2 separate regions of the Nothobranchius furzeri genome follow, and region 2 is linked to region 1. Evidence: chromatin contacts called from public Hi-C data. All regions are on one chromosome and are shown on one strand. Each heading gives the region's core, a stretch centred on a gene start, on an enhancer-like site or on the middle of the called end of the contact. The rest is flanking DNA. Distances are from core to core; before and after follow the strand shown. Region 1 overlaps sema3d (sema domain, immunoglobulin domain (Ig), short basic domain, secreted, (semaphorin) 3D). Region 2 overlaps sema3ab (sema domain, immunoglobulin domain (Ig), short basic domain, secreted, (semaphorin) 3Ab).

The links. Hi-C and Micro-C count contacts between places; a contact is called where the count stands out from the background.
Region 2: a Hi-C map of skeletal muscle shows a contact between it and region 1, with 5 times the contacts expected there. The contact joins two enhancer-like sites. A contact is called at or near these places in 2 of 2 Hi-C or Micro-C datasets (skeletal muscle and tail fin).

Annotation. Positions count from the first base shown.
Region 1 is chr4:71,073,394-71,078,549 of NfurGRZ-RIMD1, forward strand. It overlaps sema3d (sema domain, immunoglobulin domain (Ig), short basic domain, secreted, (semaphorin) 3D), which reads left to right. Exons shown (of 18, transcript XM_015964630.3): 9 at 1,093-1,207; 10 at 1,389-1,458; 11 at 1,544-1,688; 12 at 2,252-2,474; 13 at 2,673-2,761; 14 at 2,956-2,997; 15 at 3,639-3,793. Among protein-coding and RNA genes, the nearest start is that of sema3d, 23 kb to the left of the region's middle. Within about 2 kb of position 2,513, at least 2 of the 3 cell types and tissues checked have an H3K27ac peak or open chromatin away from gene starts, as enhancers often do. A contact at or near this core is called in tail fin, where this site is marked.
Region 2 is chr4:71,219,462-71,224,617 of NfurGRZ-RIMD1, forward strand. sema3ab (sema domain, immunoglobulin domain (Ig), short basic domain, secreted, (semaphorin) 3Ab) reads left to right here. Exons shown (of 17, transcript XM_015964631.3): 7 at 1,297-1,439; 8 at 2,662-2,776; 9 at 2,860-2,929; 10 at 3,012-3,156; 11 at 3,238-3,457; 12 at 4,170-4,261; 13 at 4,354-4,395; 14 at 5,047-5,156. Among protein-coding and RNA genes, the nearest start is that of sema3ab, 25 kb to the left of the region's middle. Within about 2 kb of position 2,395, at least 1 of the 3 cell types and tissues checked has an H3K27ac peak or open chromatin away from gene starts, as enhancers often do. A contact at or near this core is called in tail fin, where this site is marked.

The DNA.
Region 1 (5,156 bases), core at 1,263-3,762:
CGCTAACAATCATAGTAGCATAAGGAAACTGCAAGTTAGCTCTTGTACCATTAGGTATGCTAACTGAAAATAAGGCTAACATTTTGCCACAGCTGGTAATTTAAAGTAAATGTAAAGTAAATTCCCTTCTTCAAGAAGAGTTTTGTTAACAGAGCACATTTTAACATGAACACGTTGCAGTGATCAGGCATTAGACGTGTCACATCTAAAACAGCCTGGTCAGAAGCATAGAATCTTTCTCAATGTCAAGGCACCTGGCGCTTTGATTACAAGGACACTGTCCTTCCTTGGTCATAGAAAATAGTTAAATGAAACAAACTTGTGTCACGTGACCATGGCTTCTGCAGTGGTCATGTAGAGTGACTTGACACTGGAGATAACATTATATTTCATACGTATAAGTTTCAATAAAAATATATAACGAGACTTTAACTTTTAAAAGTGTGTATATATTGGTTAAAAAAATGTATGCGAGTTACTACCTGCTAGCCACTGAAACAGCAACTACTAAGCAACTAACCAACCATGCATAACTTCTGTGGATCTACAAAGAAACATTTCAGATATCAGCCTGATAGCTACAATTAGTTGACTTACATTTAAACTTGAAAATTGCCCCCGAAGTCGCTGCCGGCTTCTGGTCCGCCATCCTTTTGAAAATACTGCGGTGTATTCGGGGAAATTTTTGACCAAGGCTAGGCTACAAGACACCTCCCATGTATCCTTGCTCAGCTAGCTAAACGGCTAACAAACGGGGAACAGATGCCTCAGTAGAACATGAACATTGGAACACGCCTTGGCTGTTCTTGATGACGGATCTCCTAGGCAACCGGGGTAGGACCAAGACATCAAGGCAAGGCTCCTTGGCATTAGGAAACACCCCTGGTCTACTCAGCATTTTTGACAAGACGTGTTCTATTGATTGTTCTATGACCTCTATTTTGGCAGATCATAGACGTGTTTGAACCCATCAGCTGCAGTCGTGTTTGTTGTCTTCTCATGCACAAGTTCAATAAATGAACTAGATATGGACAAACTGTTATAGATAGTCTCATGGCTATGGCGGTTTCTGACTGTGTGCATGTGTTTCAGAATGATGTTGGTGGACGCAGGAGTCTGACCAATAAATGGACAACCTTCCTCAAAGCCAGGCTAGTGTGTTCCATTCCCGGACCAGATGGTGTGAACACGCACTTTGACGAGCTCCGTAAGTGTGTGTGAGATTAAAAAGAGATTTACGCCAACAAGCAAGCTTTTATCTTTCAGTTGTGTGAGCAATTTATCAGAGGACTGACTTGCATTAGCGCAACAATTCCAGGATTCGGTCTTGGATTCATGAAAAACAGTAAGTAAATTAACCTTTACATTTCCCCATTTCATTGTTATAGAGGACATCTTCCTGCTCCCTACCACAGATGACAAAAACCCTGTTGTGTATGCAGTCTTCACAACTTCCAGGTAATTCTGTTTTCATCTCACCAACTGTGGGCTCCCTCTTTACCCCTTAACTTAACTAGATTTGTTGTTTTTGCCCTCCTTCAAGCTCCATTTTCCGTGGCTCAGCAGTGTGTGTCTACAGCATGGCAGACATTAGGGCTGTGTTTAATGGACCCTACGCTCACAAAGAGGGGCCTGACCACAGATGGGTCGAATATGATGGAAGAATACCTTATCCTCGCCCTGGAACGGTAGGGAGAACTTCATGGAGAACACATAACATATAATAGCCCTGCATTTTACCTATAGCTGCAAATTATGTTTAGAGAAATTAGGAAAAAAATACACAACTTTCTTCCAAATTGTAAAATAATAAACATGCTTCATAGAAAAGTGGAGGATTAAAGAAAGGAATGCTGAAGAAGCTGCGGGGTATGCTATCATCTGCACATGCAGCCTCATTACAGATGACCTAATCGTAGCTTTAAAGTGGTTGCATGCCATGTTAATCAGATTCTTGTTGAATTTGTTTGAAAAACTTCAATCAAGCCAGCTAAGAGGATGCATTGAAGACTTGGCTCTGTATAAATCTCAGGTGGACAGCTGAGTGACTCTTTACTTTGACTTATTATAAACACAGAAAGTAGGAGGTGCAGGAGTAACACACATGGTTCAAATTTTCTTTGCTGCCTGCAATTCATACTTTTACCACAAGAAGGAGCCACATACCTGTCAGATTATAAAGTCAAGAGATGAGCTGCTGAAATTATAGAACCTAACTTACATACCATTACAAGAAATTCTTGTTTCTTAGTGCCCCAGTAAAACTTATGATCCAAGAATCACGTCCACCAAAGACTTCCCAGACGATGTCATCAGCTTCATTCGATTCCACCCTCTGATGCACCGCTCTGTGCACCCCCTGACTGGCCGTCCCGTCTTCACACGCGTCAGAGTGGATTATACCCTGACCCACATTGTGGTGGACAAAGTAATGGCAGATGATGGACAATATGAGGTTATGTTTCTGGGGACAGGTAGGACACTTCTCAGTACTCATTTAACTTGAAGTCTTCTTCTTGAACACTAAAGGGCAGTAGAGTCACCCGTATTCTGAAAGAGGCTTTAAATGATTGTTGTTGGTCATGGAAATGGATTTGAACTTTAAAAGCTCTTTAGGTGTTTGCAGATTCACATTTAGTGAAAATATTTGTTCATTTGTGTTTCTGCTGCAGATGCTGGCTCAGTTCTGAAGGTGGTGAGCATCACTCAAGAGAACTGGTCCACAGAGGAAGTAATTCTGGAGGAGCTTCAGGTTTTCCAGGTGATCATCTCAACACAACCGGACACACAATACACACAGTTATTCTGCTTCCCAGTAGATTAAATTCTGTGGCTCTTGGTGGGGTAGCTGACTCATCAAACCGTAAAATACTCATCATGCTTTTTTGATGCAAAGTTTGCATTATTTAGTTGTTTTACTTCAAATAATAATCCAGACATTTCACTTGTTGACAGGTTTCTTCCCCTATCCTCACTCTGGAGATTTCTTCCAAACAGGTTTGTTCTCTCTGCTCTTATTGTTCCTGTGATTGGTTGTGTCTGCACAAAATCTGAGTTTCTTTCCCCTCATACAGCTTGTCTTGTGACGCTTGCCTGATGTGTCACAAGACATCCTGATTTATTAAACCTTTGCTCACACACGTGCTCAGATTCACTCCTCATCTTTAGCTGTCCTCATTCTCTTGCCTTTCCATCTCATTAACTTGAGGTCATGGGTGTCAGTAGACACTTCAGCCCCAATCACAGCTCCCATTAAGCTCCAGCATTGTTCGACTTGCATGTCCTTCTTGTCTGCTTCTTGGTGTTTACAGACTAGTCAGACCAGGTCATCTAAGTTGCAATATACAATATTCAACAAATCAGGAAGCCTGTGAAACAGAATCATGGTGATGTTTCGACACTTGGAACAAACCATTATGAGCCAGAAATGGCTTTAATTTCCACCTTTTTTCTGTAGCTTTAAAGAAAGTAATTTTAAGAATCAGTAATTGAAGAAAGTGTTATTTATGCCATTTTATGAAAGTAACTAAATGGTAGAAATGTAATGTGTGCCCATGTTATGGTTCTGATCACCCTAATGTCCTTTAATAACAGATATACTTCCTAATCTAAAGTATTGTTGTTTGTTACCATAGCAGCAGCTGTATGTGGGATCCAGAGAAGGATTAGCTCAGGTCTCTCTCAGCAGATGTCACCTGCACGGTCAAGCCTGTGCTGAATGCTGTCTGGCCCGCGATCCATACTGTGGCTGGGATGGACACACATGCTCACGATACATCCCTGCCTCTAAGAGGTTGGTCATAAATGAACTGCTTTTAGAGCCCCTCCCCCCCATTTTTAAATGATCTACTGTATAAAACCCACTTCATCACCTCAAGAGGAAAACACACACAGAAGCCCATACAATACTTGAATTTGTATCACACAGTGGGTACAGAAAGTATTCAGACCCCCATCAATTTTTCGCTCTTAGTTATTTTGCAGCCATTTGCTAAAATCAATGAAATTAATTTTCCTCATGTACACACAGCACCTCATATTGACAGAAAAACACTGAATTTTAGAAATGTATGCAGTTATTAAAAAAAAAAACTACTGAAATATCACATGGTCCTAAGTATTCAGAGCCTTTGCTGTGACATATATTTAACTCAGGTGTCTTCTGTTTCTTCTGATCATCCTTGAGAGGGCCCTACACCTTCCTTTGTGTCCAACTGTGTTTGATTATACTGATTGGACCTGATTAGGAAAGACACACACCTGTCTATTTGACCTTACAGCTCACAATGCATGTCAGAAGTGAGTATCGTGAGGTCAAAGGAACTGCCTGAAGAGCTCAGATACAGTATTGTAGCAAGGCACAGATCTGGCCAGGGTTACAACATAATCTCTGCTGCATTTAAGGTTCCTAAGAGCACAGTGGCCTCCATAGTTCTTAAATAGAAGATGTTTGGAATGACCTGGGGCCTCTTTTATCAAGCTTGCTTACGCACAAATCGGGGCCGGAAAACTGCGTAAGCAACTTTCCACGCAAATTTTGTGAGTTATGAAAGAAAACTTAGCAGAGAAATGTGCACAACTTTCAGTTGACTAAGGATCTGGCTTACGCACATTTTGGACATGGAGAGCACCTGCAGTGCTGCTGCTGAGAAGGATAAAATTTTGAATTTCAGCAGCATTATCACTTGTACTGCTTCATTTTCACACACAAAACACCCCCCCCCCCCCCCCCCACACACACACACACACACAGAATATCAGCAGGGGGACAGATTGAGACAGAATGTCATGTGTCTGTGACAGTGTGAGCGTTCTGTCACTCTGACCCGATTGACCATGCAACCTGGCTAATTGGTCAAGGGAGATCTCTGTTTGGGTGACTGGTTAGCGTGCGTGACTTTCATCCGGGATTCTGGGGATCGACTCCCAATCGGACCACCTTTTTTACATCCACCACAGATCTCTCTGAAGAACTCAGCATTGACGACTTCAGCAACTCTGCGCCACTCCATGGATTTTCTCTTATTTGTTTTGCAAAAGCACTTCCTTTCATTTCTCCACCTCATCCACAAGTACATCAATTTCTGCTTGTGAAATAGCGCTTCCTTGATCTACGGTCTTGAGCGAAATGCTGCAACAAGCCGGCTTATGCATAT
Region 2 (5,156 bases), core at 1,145-3,644, 150 kb after region 1:
CTAACTTCAAATCCTTCCTTCAGGAGGAAAGAACCACCATAAATCTTGCCATGTGGTAAGTAGCAACTACACTAGGGGAGAGGATATTCTGTGGTGATGTCATATTTGCAATGTGCAGACGTGTGATTTGTAGTCATGCTAATTACAAACTTTTACAAGCTAATAAGTCTTAAACTATGTGACAGGCGTAGTTGAAACACACATGATTACTTTTCATTTAAATTGTAATACAACATATGTGTGGTTCAGGGCGTAAGGCACAGTGGATTGACTTGCATTCATTTTTGTTCTTCTGGGGACCCATGAGCCGACTGGAGCAGGAATATACGGAGGCTCCCTATACTGCTGCAAGCCACTAGAACAGGGATGTCCAAACCTTTCAAGGCAATAACCAAGAAAGTAATGTTTGAAGTCAATGGGGGCCACAAGAATGTAATTTTCTTGATTCAAAAAATGTTAACATTGTTTTGTATATATTTTTTTTTAATTTGTACTCTTCAAAATAAATCCAAAATAGGCTTATAAGTGAAAATCTGAACAAAAATACATTAGAAAGTGGCGATTTATATCAACATCCTATTGGAGAGACACAATTCATCATTCTAGAAATTCAAGTGGGGGTCGTACAACATCACTCACGGGTCTGAAAAGGCCACCGGACCGCAATTTGGACATGCCTACACTAGAAGGTGTCTCATTGTTTTATTTTATTTTTTTACTTTAACTTATTTACTTTAACTTCCAATTTAGTTCCTATGTAATTATTATACATGTCCATGACTCTAATATATAAGCAATCTAAACACATTTTAAATGATTGTTGTGCTGTGGCCTTTTAGTCATGGACTCTGTGACGGATAAAATGTATCGCTGTGACAAGAATGCAACCTAACAATGCACAACCAAAAATGACAGATTATTTTTCATGAAAATTTGAAAGAAAATCTCAGCAGTCATCAATCCTCTTCATGCTGTTTGTTACAAATTGCTAGTCTCTTACTTACTTCTGTCAAGAAGGTCTAGAACAGTGAAGCATGGCTCAAAGTACTGCAAAAACACGTATTTCTTCGGTGCGGTTCAGGTTTAAATAGAACACCTTTATCACAACAGACCTGGAGTATAAGTCTAAGTGCAAAACAGTTTCTTAAAGCCTCCAGGTTTGTCTCGAATACTGGAGTTTTCCAGTTTGTCGTTTTTAACCTGATGACTTGTAGAAATATTTAGAACGTTCAAAAGCGGTAACAGTGTACTTGTTTTCAACAGATGGATTACAATAATAGGAATGTGTTTTTGTAGAGCCAAGGTTTTTGGGCGTTCATCTCATCCCAGAAAACGACAACCCAGAAGATGACAAAATCTACTTGTTCTTCAGAGAAAACGCCATGGAGGGAGAGCACGCTGGAAAGGCTACATATGCTCGCATTGGACAGCTTTGCAAAGTGAGCATAATTCCAGACACACAGGCACCAATGCAGGCCCTAAAATGAAAAAAAAAAACAAGCAAACAACGAAGCATACATTAAATAAAACTGAAACAGACACCATTTACATCATCTAAACATTGAGAAACGTGAGTGAATGAGTATATTTTACATCTTTCAAGAGTTGTTTTATGTGATTAATTACAGCCTGGCGATCATTTGGTTATGTTGCATATGACGCAGTTGGTTACCCAAATCTTAAAGACAAATATGACATCAAAATCTGCACTATTGTCCTAATAACAAGTTTGACTTCCATGCCCAGTTTTGCACTATTTCATCTAATCTTTAAAAAAGCAGTTCCCATGTCCAGCCTTAACCTTTGGTTCAACTGCACATCACGCCTTCTTTATAACAGCCGTCTTTATTAGTCAGAATGTCAGGAATTTGCTGTCTTCAACACAAGACAGACTATTCATTATGCAAGTTGTGGTGTTAATTTGAGCCTATGCATACTTGTAGAAAGTCTAATTTACTGTCATAAATCAGCAGACGTGGAATGCATTTGTATGAGCCAGGCCTTTCTGCGCACTGTGTTTTGGATGCTGGAACACAAATGCTATACTGTGAAGCAGGAAGGGTAAAATAGTCATATTTCTGCTTGACATCTAGAAGGCTATTAACCACCATCAATAGAAGTTAGGAGAAGTGAAAGTCAATTTTTCATTTTGCCATTAACAAAGATGCTGTGTCAGGAAAACAAACCAAACATCTTCAGTAAATAAGACACTGACAGCTTCTTAAACAAGTTTGTTCAAGGAGCTGTTCGTGATTTAAATAGATGTTTAGCTAAAGAAAATGAAAAACACATAAGACAAATTGGTTTGTGATGAAATCCACTAACACATAAATCAGTCACAATGGTATGTGTGCGTTATCAGGTAGGCGTGAACGACGTCGACTGTGGCTTTGGAAATAAACTAAAATGACTTCAAAATGTTGTCACAAGCCAAACCAATCATTACAAGTTATTACAAGTTTATGTATAACCAGTTTTTCACAAAGGAACCATTAGTAGACCTTGGCTCTTTCATTTTGACTCATGTCTGTTTTAACACAGTTTTTATCGAAACATCTAACGTTATGTTTATAGCGTACATTAACAGTATAACAAGGGGAACACGTTAGTGTAATCTATTTACTTTTGCTAGTTGCCAAAAAGTAGTGTTTTGCCCATCAGAATGACCTTGGGGGTCACAGGAGCCTGGTCAACAAGTGGACGACCTTCTTGAAGGCTCGACTGATTTGCTCCGTGCCAGGCAGTAACGGGATAGACACCCACTTTGATGAACTACGTGAGTTACAACTCCTCATTCTACTCAGGTTCAGTCAGAAATGTGATACACAATGTCTGTGAATCACTGACCCTTGCTTTCAGAGGATGTTTTCCTTATGAGCACAAAGGATCCCAAGAGCCCAATCGTCTATGGAGTATTTACCACTTCCAGGTATTGTGACCTACTGGAGTTGTTTTTCTCAAATTGTTGATGACGAATTGCCTAAATCTGACTCATTCTATCTTACCCTTAGTAATGTTTTCAAAGGTTCAGCGGTGTGTATGTACAGCATGACAGACGTCAGAAGGGCTTTCCTGGGGCCATATGCTCACAGGGATGGACCAAACTATCAGTGGGTTCCCTTCCAGGGCCGTGTTCCCTACCCCCGGCCTGGAACAGTGAGTTTGTGAATTGATCTTTAAAGTTTCTCTTCATTTATTTTGTCTACTTTATAAAATCAATTTATTTTCATCCCAAAGTGCCCAAGCAAGACCTTTGGTGGATTCAATACAACCAAAGAGTTTCCGGATGAAGTCGTCACCTTTGCCAGAAGTCACCCAGCCATGTTCAACCCCATCTATCCGATCAACAATCAACCAATCGTAGTCAAAACAGACGTGGATTACCAGTTCACCCAAATAGTAGTTGACAAAGTAGAAGCTGAAGATGGCCTGTATGATGTTATGTTCATAGGCACAGGTAATATGAATGGGGAACACATTACACTGTAAACTAAAGCCTAATTTATACTTTGTCAGCTCCGTGAGGGAGAGACGCACATGCATTGACGAGACGTTTTGCTTTCAGACTTGTCCGTCAGCTGAAAAAGGGCGTAGCGCTATTCTGATGTATCCTGCCACCATTAAAGCCACTTATCTGGTCACGATAGTGTATTTACTATTGTGATTACATTGTTTCACTGTTTTTGAGAGATTTTTTTTCCCCTCATTTTCCTCCACCTCTTCATGTGATCGGCACCTCTAAACCCACGTTTCTCATCTTTCCTTTCCACAAATAAAATGCTTGCTGCATATCTTTGTACTCATGGGTGAACAAACGTTCATATTTTCAGACTTTTTCCACGATACGTTTTTTTTTTATCTGTTCTATGTCTGCCGCTAAATATCTCTTTCAGTTTTGAAGCTGCAAAGATGGTGCTGTTGACAAATGAAAACAAGAAGCAGGGTCCTGACCAATCACGAGCTTGCGGTCTCCGTCTCTTTCGATGGATATTTAAAATTCAGGGCATGTTTCCGTCTTCCTCCGCAAGCCCCTTAAGGGCTCTTGCGTCGACGCGTAATGGCATTGCGTGTGTCTGTCCCGATGCAGACGAGAAGTATAAATTAGGCTTAAGGCACACATCATGTTGGGATGTAAAAATGTAGATGTGTGTTCTTCTGTTTCATTCTAGACATGGGAACTATTTTGAAAGTTGTTTCCATTCCCAGAGGATCCTGGCATGACTTAGAAGAAGTTCTATTAGAAGAAATGACTGTATTCAGGGTAAGGATTTCTTTATGACGCAATTATTCCATGGACACTTCACATTCACCAAGAGCTCATCAATGATATATATATATTTTGCTATCTTTTAGAAACCAGTTGCCATAAAAGCCATGGAACTTTCAACTAAACAGGTACTGATGTTATTATCTCTTGTTCTGCTTTCATGACAACACAAACTACTTTTAGTGGTAAATAACAAAAAATGATGAAAACATTTGTCCAAAGTTTGTGCATTGCCAGCACCTGAAAGATAATCCTCTCTCTCTCTCTCTCTCTCTCTCTCTCTCTCTCTCTCTCTCTCTCTCTCTCTCTCTCTCTCTCTCTCTCTCTCTCTCTCTCTCTCTCTCTCTCTCTCTCTCTCTCTCTCTCTCTCTCTCTCCCTCCCTCTCTCAAGAAGACACACCTAGCTTAAGGGCAGAAAGACAGAACAATGACACGTTTGTGAGCACAGTTTAAACACTTTGAGATAAACTGCCTTGTCATCACCCAAATATCTTAATTGCTGGCTTTACTGTGACAGTTAGCTTGTCATTGTAAATGACAGGGATTTAAAAACAAGCAAGCTAATCGACAGAAGGAAGAAAAGAGTTGTGATATATTGAATGCTCTGACTACTGACTTTTGGGCCAATAATTGTTGCATTCCTTAGACACATCTCACCTGAATTTAAATCTGAACTGATTCTGCAAATATAAATATGTATATAAATATATATATAAATATATATATATTAAATAAAAACAAAATCAAAGATATAACGTTTACTTTTTTTCTATTCCAAGCAACAACTGTATCTTGGGTCAGACATCGGAGTGTCTCAGATGCCTTTACACCGCTGTGAGGTTTATGGAAAGGCTTGTGCTGAATGCTGTCTGGCAAGGGATCCTTACTG